2 separate regions of the Oryctolagus cuniculus genome follow, and region 1 is linked to region 2. A link is a contact called in public Micro-C data. All regions are on one chromosome and are shown on one strand. The core of a region is the stretch at or near the end of the contact, and the rest is flanking DNA. Distances in the headings are between cores, read along the strand shown. Region 1 overlaps SNX18 (sorting nexin 18). Region 2 holds the start of SNX18 (sorting nexin 18).

Region 1 (3,875 bases), core at 1,234-3,733, 57 kb before region 2:
CTGAGGTCCCAGGTGACAGCCAGGAATCACTATCAGGTGCACAAGTAGGCAAGCCTGTCGAAGATTCCAGACACAGCTGTTGAGCCCCCCACAGCCCTCAAGTTACGCAAGCTGATGCTGTGGGAATAGCAATAAGTTGTTGCCACTGTGTGCTCCCTACATTGCAGGTGCATGAGGGGGAGAAATGGTTGCCAGCACTGTTGACCATTAGATTTAAGTGGTTTGTTATGCAGCCATTGGTAATTGAAGCAACTTGAAGTGGCTCTGGGCCACCTTTCCCATGCTGGATGTCTGGTTGCCGAGCTACTTCCTATCTCTTGAGTATAGGATATCAATTGATTTGGTTTAAATTGTTGCTTTGTCTGCCACTCATAGATGGAGTTGATCCACTTGATCCAATGTAACAGTCTCTTTCTGACTCTTCCTGTGTCCAGTCTCAGTTCTGAAAGCACGCTTACCCTCATCTTTGAAAAGTTTGGCTCTGCATAATTTCCCCAATATTCTGTCTTCAGCAGTGTGTCCCATTTCTGAAGAAATTTAGTCCAAATTCCTTAGCCTGATACCCAAGGCCATCGTTGCCCCAGCTCTACTGACCCCTTTATCTGTATCTCTGCTACTTCTGTAATGCAGACTTCTAGAATCATTGTCACTGCACCTCTGGGGGCATGGGCAACACATCAGGGGACAAAGTGCTTTAAATTTTTTCTTGATGGCACTTTAAATATTTTCACAAATTAATGAAAGCATCAATATTCACACACTATGAAACAGAATGCGACATTTACATACATGGTTCAGATTTTTTAAAAAATGAGGTCATTTCTTGTGGATGGGAGGCCAGTCCGAGCTACGCCCAGGGCTGCAGGTCACTACAGCCCTAGTAACAGGAGTGCTTTGGCATTCGATTTGAAAAGCTTGCATTCATTGCTTAGAGATGCATTCATCTGTGTGGTGAGAGCCAAGAGTAATTTAAACAGCAAGAAGTGAGGCAGTTAATCCACCGTGATTCAGGGGCTCTGTGATATCAGAGCCAGGGATTGTGGGGGTCCCTCAGCCCTTCCCTCAGGCTCTTCACAGGTTACTTCCTTGTGCCCTTCCTTTTTGCTTTCCAGAATGACTGCTATAGCACCAGGTATCAAGCCTGTGTTCGAGAGAGTTAAAAGACAGAAAAAATGATGGGGGGTTGCTAGCCCTGATTCCATTTTTATTATGCAAAGTATAGGCCTTCTCCAAGTCTTCAAGAGGTCTCTCTTTAATTCTCACTGGCCATAGCAGTCACACAATCACTTCTAGGTAAAAAGCAGGCAGGTGGGGCTGGTGCTGTGGTGTAGCAGGTTAAATCGCTGCCTGTGATGCCAGCATACCATATAAATGCCAGTTCGAGACCCAGCTACTCCACTTCAGACCATTAGCTCCCTGGTAACTCATCTGGGAAAGCAGTGAAGATGGCCCAAGTACTTGGGCCCCTGCCACCCATATAGGAGACCTAGATGAAGCTCCTGGATCCTGGATCCAGCCTGATCAGCCCTGGCTATTGCAGCCATTTGGGGAGTGAATCAGTGGATGGAAGATCTCCCTCTGCTCTCTGTCTCTCCCTCTTTCTAAAAGAAAGAAACAAATCTTTATCAAAACAATTTTTAAAAAGAAGGTAGCTTCCAAGAGTAAACCTATCACCTAGGCTGAGCAGGTTCCCTCTTTCTTTGAAAACAACAACATCAAGATTCTGCTAGCAAAGAAGAGGGAGTCTGCATCTTGGGGAGGCAATAGTGACGACAACAAGGTCCTTCCACAGCCAGGTTGGTTTTCTGATGATCCTGAACCTGACGTAGAGTCAGGGCCCCACAAAAACTTGTTATCATGTGGGGAGCAGAAATGGCTACTGCGCAGCACGGCCAGCGCCCCCTCCCCCCACCAACCACAGCCATCAAATGCATGCACAGTCCCCAGGGAGGGTCCTCCAGCCTGCCAAGACTCAGCACAATTATGAACCAAAGGAAGAGCCCCGCTCACCCAGACAGTGGCAAAGAGAACTCTACCCAGATAGAAAACACACATCTGTCCATGCGCCCCCTGAGAAGCGGGGACGTCACTGTGAGGGAGGGCATTTCCTGGAAACGTCACCTCCCAAATATTCAGAAATCGTGAGGGTGCCAGCCTACTCCAACAAGCCAGTCTTTAATGAGCACCTCCTCGTGGAGCACCGCCTTCTGGCATTTTTGTGTTGACATCAGAACGAAGACCTTAAAGGACTTATTTCCAGTGGTCTAGACAGTCGCATCCACAGTAGTGAAGAACCCTTTAAAGTGACAACAGCATGGCCAAGCATCTCAAACAGCCTTTATTTTCCCTGCAGGACCTTTTGGAGGAGACTTGTGGTCTATAGAAGAAAAGAAATGAGAAGCTGGCTGCTCCAACTTCCCACCCCTGGGGACAGGGAGGGGCACCATGGCTCCTTTCCACGGTCACCCCTGCCTGCCCTTCTGAGTAGAGGAAGTCACAAATGGGGCAAGCAAAGAAAAGAGAGAATTGAACTCTAGAAAGGAAACGCAGGAGGCCTCATCCAACCCCAAACTCATAAAGGGACGGCAGGAAAGGCCCAGGAGGCTTGAGCCCTGTAATGGTCGGGTAGGTTTCCGTCCCCGACTGCCAAGATTACATTTCTGAACCGTTTCCTAACGCTTGGCAAAGATGCTTGGATGTTTCAGGCTCCTTTTGTGACTGGGGAACTGGAACTATTGCATCTGTAAACAACGGATTTTAACCTTTTTTTCCTATGATCACTTTCATTTAAAACTATTTGTAGTTTTATAGAAATGCTTCTTTTGACTAGGCAGCTTTCCAGAAAGGACAAGACTTTCTCTTATTTGGAATCCTGTAATATAATGCCTGCAGGTGACCAGTGTTTGCATCTCCTGATACTCTCTTGCAAGTGGTGACAAGTTAATCAATATTTACTGAATGCTAACTCTGTGTTAACTATCCTAGGTCCTACAGGAGATCAAGAAATTCTATGAGAGAGATAAAGAGACAGTCAGTTAATGGCATGGATTATAATCTCATGCTAATTATTGAACTGCATTTCTCAAACCATCTAAGGCTGATTACATATATGTCGATTAAGTTCAATGGCTTCTGTACCTATGAAATGATGATGACATACAGCTATGGGAGCTGTGTTTGTTTCCTAAAACTGCTGAAACAGAGCTCTTTCCACAAAAGATGGCAGCTAGACATTTATTCCCTAAATGTCCCAGTTCTAAAGGCTGGAAGTTCAAAACTAAGATGTTGGCAGCACCATGATCCCTTGAAGGCTCCTGGGGATGGCCTTTCCTTGGCTCTTGCTAACTTCTGACATTGCAAGCAATCTTTGGTGTCTCTTGGCTTGTAGATGCATTACTCCAGTGTTTGCCTTTATCCTCATGTGATGCTCTCCCTGAGTATCTGTACCCAAATTCCCCTCTTCTTATAAGGAAAACAGTCATTAGACTAGCCATTCCCTGCCCTGCCCTGCCCACCTGATCCATGTGACGTCATCTTAGCTTGATTGCACCTGCAGAGACCTCATTTCCAATTAAGCTCACATTCACAGGTACTAAGGACGAGAACTTGAACATATCCTTTTAGGGTATGCAATTCAATCCAGCAGACTTCCCATGTTCCATTAAAATTTTTAAAAATAGGTGGCCAGCATTTTAACACACAGCTGAAAATTCCTTGGGAATCCTGGGCTTGTTACTGTTTTGATCAAAATAGTATGGCAGAACTGACATCAAAGGCCTTCCACAGCCACACAACTTTACCTTGTTCACTAGAACCCATTCACTGGGAAACTGGAGCCACCAAATAAAAAATCCAGGGGCTGGCGCTCTGGCGTA
Region 2 (4,128 bases), core at 1,513-4,012:
CAAGCCGGGCTAGACGGCTGCCTCTTCCCACCCTCCCCAGGCCTCTCAAACTCCAGCAGCTCCCCATCCCCTCTCAATCAAGCCATCAAGTCAGAGTGCAGTCAGGACAGGCATTACGGCTATCATTTACTCTATTAAAAATAATAATAATCTGCAAATGCCGGCGCTTATTTAACTAAAGTGGGGCACGCTGACAACTAACAGTAACGAGACAAACCCTGGGATGCCAGCAGCACTGCTCGCTCCCAGACACAATACTCCATGTGTTCTCCGTAGAATGCCCACGCTATTTTCATCGTGTTCTTAATTTCAGCTGGCTAACAGACTGCCGACTCAAAGCGACCAAGCTTCTCCTGAAATCAGCGTGAGCCCCTTATTCCTTCGACCAGGTTTGCAAACAAGAAGTCTACACAAGAAGTCCCGTAAGCTGTCCCAGAGCAGAGAGGCCATCCCAGTTCCTCTGGGGCAGCAGGCCCTGCCTGAGCTGGGTGCAGGGGGAGAGTCCGATTTACTTACCTCGCAGGCACCCTTTCTTCCCACTCCTCCCTGGCCCTCTGATACCCACAGCTGAGTGACACCGCGGGGTTCAAACGCATGCCTAACAAGGCCTGGGTTTCCTGTTCCTTCTACCCTAGCCTCAAGACTGCAGCTCCTTATCCAAGGATCCGAACTCTACAATGACAGCACTGTCGTAAAAACACTAGGACTCTCCTGGGGCAAGTGCCCGCTCCCGGCCTGGAGGATGCCGGAAGGAAACAGCTACCTGTCGCACACTCCAGGGAAAAGTCCCTAGCCATCCTCGTCCCTGCTCCGCCCCCCCTCCCACACCTGCACAATGGGCCTGAAACCCACCTTGGTGCCCTGTCCACGTCACCCCTCGCGGCCTGAACCCCCGCACTCCGCGTCATCCGCTCTCCAGGCGCCAGCCTTTACCTTTCTGAACGTGGATGATGTCCGGGAAGTTGGCCAGGTGCCCCTGATAGAGCGCTAACAGGTCCATGACGGGGTCCAGGTCCTGCCTGGGCTGCTCGGCGAAGAGTTCGCCGATGGCGTCGTAGGCATCTCCGGTGAAGGCGATGGCCTGGTTGAGGCCCGCCGAGAAGGCCTGCTGGTCCAGCTCGAAGGCCTGGCTGAGGCCGCGGAAGGACTGGCCCACCTTCTGGTACTCCTTCTTGAAGCCCGTCACCTGCTTGCGCGCGAACTCGTTGGCCGTGTGGTTGAGCTGCAGCGCGCTGTCGTCCATCTTCTTGGTGAAGCACTTGAAGCCGTCGATCTTGCTCTCCACCTCCTGCAGGTCCAGCGCGGCGGCGGGCGGCGTGCTCAGCGTCAGGAAGAAGTTGGCGCCCACCATCTCGTCCTTCTCCGCCTTCCGCTTGCCCTGCTTCCAGGCCTTCTCGTCCGTGCTGCTCGGGCACGTCAGGAAGTGCTGGAAGACGTCGCACTGCGCCAGCACCGGGTGGCTGGCCATGTGGTTCATCCACCAGATCAGGCCCTTCCTGCGCTTGGAGATGAAGTCCTCCTCGAAGCGGCCCGTGGCCTGCTTCTCGGGCAGGTGCGGCACCGAGATGACCGGGAACTTCTCGGCCAGGCGAGCATACAGCCAGTCGAAGTGCTTGTAGCGCCGGTGCACCGGCACCTGCGTGTGCGTGGGCACCAGCTTGTAGGAGATGTAGCTCTTCATGCCCTTGAACTTGGTCTGCTTGGTGGGGTCGTCGATGGTACACTGGAACGGGTAGGGGTTCTCCTGCCACTCGGGGCCGTAGGGCCCCAGCACCACGCACAGCTTGTCGCCGTCTTTCACGAAGCCCGACGCCTCACCCAGCACGAAGGCCTCCCCGCCCGACTTGACGAAGGTGGAGAAGCGGTTGAGGTTGCGGCTCACCGTGGCCGAGCTCTTGGCCCCGGACGCGTGGTGCTGGGCGGGCGCCGGGCCCCCGCGCGCGCCCAGCGAGAGGTCGGAGCGCGTGGACAGGCGGTAGCGGCCCGCCGCGCCGCCGCCCGCCGACGACGAGCCGTCGAGGTCCGGGTAGGCGCCGCTGCCCAGCGCGCCCGGCTCGTCGGCCACCGTGGAGCTGTCGTCCCACTCGTCGTCCCAGTCGTCGTCGCTGCCCTGGCTGGCCTGGTAGCCGCCGCCGTACAGCGGCTGCTGGGGCGACGGCTGCAGGGCGCCCCCGCCGTACGGGAAGCCCGCGCCCGGCGGCTGGAAGGTGCTCGGCGGCGGCGCCTGCTGCGGCTGCAGCAGCGGCTGGAAGGCGTCGGCCGGCGGCTTGAAGGAGGCGGGCGGCGCGGCGGGCAGGGGCTCGAAGCCGCCCGGCGGGACGTTGGCGTAGCGGGCCGGGGCGCCCGGGCCGCCGTCGCCCGCCGGGCCGGGCTCGGGGGCGCGGATCACCTGCACGTATGAGGCCGGGAAGAGACCCCGGTCGCCGCGGCTGTTGACCCCCTCGAGCCAGCCCTCGATGTCCTGTTCGCTGCACAGGCTCAGCACCTCGTGCTCCCTCAGCGAGATCTCGCCCGGGTTCTCCGACCGAAAGTCATACAGCGCCCGGGCGCGCAGCGCCATGGTCCCGGCGCCCCGGGCGGGCGGTCGCGAGACCGGCGCCCTCTCGCCCTGGCCCGTCCGACGGGGCCCCGCGGTGCCGCCCGCGCCCGCGCCCTAGCCCCCTCGCGCGCGGACTGGAGCTCGGAAGGCAGCGCGCACCCCGCCGCCACGGCCAGCCGGTCGCGCCCTCCGCGCCGCTCGCAGTCCCGACTGCCGCTCTGGGCCGCCGCCGGCCGGGGGCGGGGCCCGCGGCCTCCCACGTCCCCAGCTGCGCTAATCCACGGCCGAGAGCCGCGTGCCAGGCGAGAGCAAGCGATGGCCGAGCCGCCGCGCGCTCCTTCCGGGTCCCAGATCCGCGGCGGCCACTACCCCCTGGTGGCTGCTGCTGCGAAGTGGCGCGCCGGGGTGGCAGCCCCGCCTCAGGAGGAGGTTTCTAATTGGGGTGAATTAGCGGAGACTTTTTTTTTTTTTAAAGGCTTTTAAGCTAAAAACGTTTCCTAGAAAGTACGCTTCATAAACCTTCCCTCTGTGAGCACTGAGGGAATGCTGCTGGAACAGCGCGAGCCACGCGTATAAAGAAGAATTTTGCAACGAATATCCGCGACTGCTGCAAGGAGAAAGGTGGCCTGGGCTGAGGGCTCTTGACGCTCCCTGACCTCTTCTGCTCGCTGGAGCTTGTTGGCCAAGAAGGCAGGAGATTGACAAGAGCCGGAGGGAGGAGCTAGAATGTGCAAAAAAGTAAGTGCACGGGAAGCTGGCATTTTGTATGTGTCCCTGTGCCCTCCTAGGATGAGTGTCCTGCAGGGAATGAGAGCTTAGCCTTCAGGTGGGGCTGCAGGGTTCCAGTACCTGTTCTGACGCTAGTTAGTGACCTTGAGCAAGTCGTTTATTTTGTACCTACCTCCCAGGGTCCTTGTGAGAATCCCCTAGTAATGTAATATATATATATATGTATTACATATGTATATATTACATGAATATATATATTCACACACATATACATATATGTAAATTGTTATGGGGCTGGATGTCTTTTGTTGGGTTTTTGTTTTTATTTTATATGAAAGGCACAGAGACTTAGCTGTTGCATCCACTGGTTCACTTCTCAAATGTCCTCAACAGCCAGGGCTGGGACAGGCTGAAGAAGCTGGCAGCCTGGAACTTTATCCAGGTTTCCCTTGTGGGTGGCAGAAACCCAAGTACTTGAACTGCCTCCCAGAGGGAGCATTGCAGGAATGCTGGGGCCAAAGCAGTGTAGTGGGGACTTGAACCAGACAGTACGATACAGGACACAAATGTCCCAAGTGGTGACTTAACCACTGCACCAGTGCCCTAGCGATGAGGACATGAACCAGTATACGGCACACACCGGGCGTGGTGAGTGCAGCTCAAGGGTTTGCTCCTGCTCTTGCTGCTGTCGTTGTTATTTGGGAAAACAAAAATCCCCGACTTCTTTCCTAGAGAGAAGGCGGCTGACAGAGTTGCAATTGCAGGGAGAATGAATTGGAAAGGGTCCCATGGGTCACACCCCCACTCCTAGCCTGAGGCCAGGGTCCATCCGTCTCCAGTCATCTCTAAGTCTCCATATC

Evidence for each region. A called contact is a pair of places that touch in the nucleus more often than the background predicts.
Region 1: a Micro-C map of ear pinna shows a contact between it and region 2, with 1.7 times the contacts expected there. The contact joins the enhancer-like site here to the promoter of SNX18 in region 2. A contact is called at or near these places in 2 of 6 Hi-C or Micro-C datasets (ear pinna and liver).

Annotation. Positions count from the first base shown.
Region 1 is chr14:75,357,794-75,361,668 of mOryCun1.1, reverse strand. The region is part of intron 1 of SNX18 (sorting nexin 18); the gene reads right to left. Among named protein-coding and RNA genes, the nearest start is that of SNX18, 58 kb to the right of the region's middle. Within about 2 kb of position 2,483, at least 1 of the 8 cell types and tissues checked has an H3K27ac peak or open chromatin away from gene starts, as enhancers often do. A contact at or near this core is called in ear pinna, where this site is marked.
Region 2 is chr14:75,300,345-75,304,472 of mOryCun1.1, reverse strand. It overlaps SNX18 (sorting nexin 18), which reads right to left and starts at 2,762. Exons shown (of 8, transcript XR_011382047.1): 1 at 934-2,762.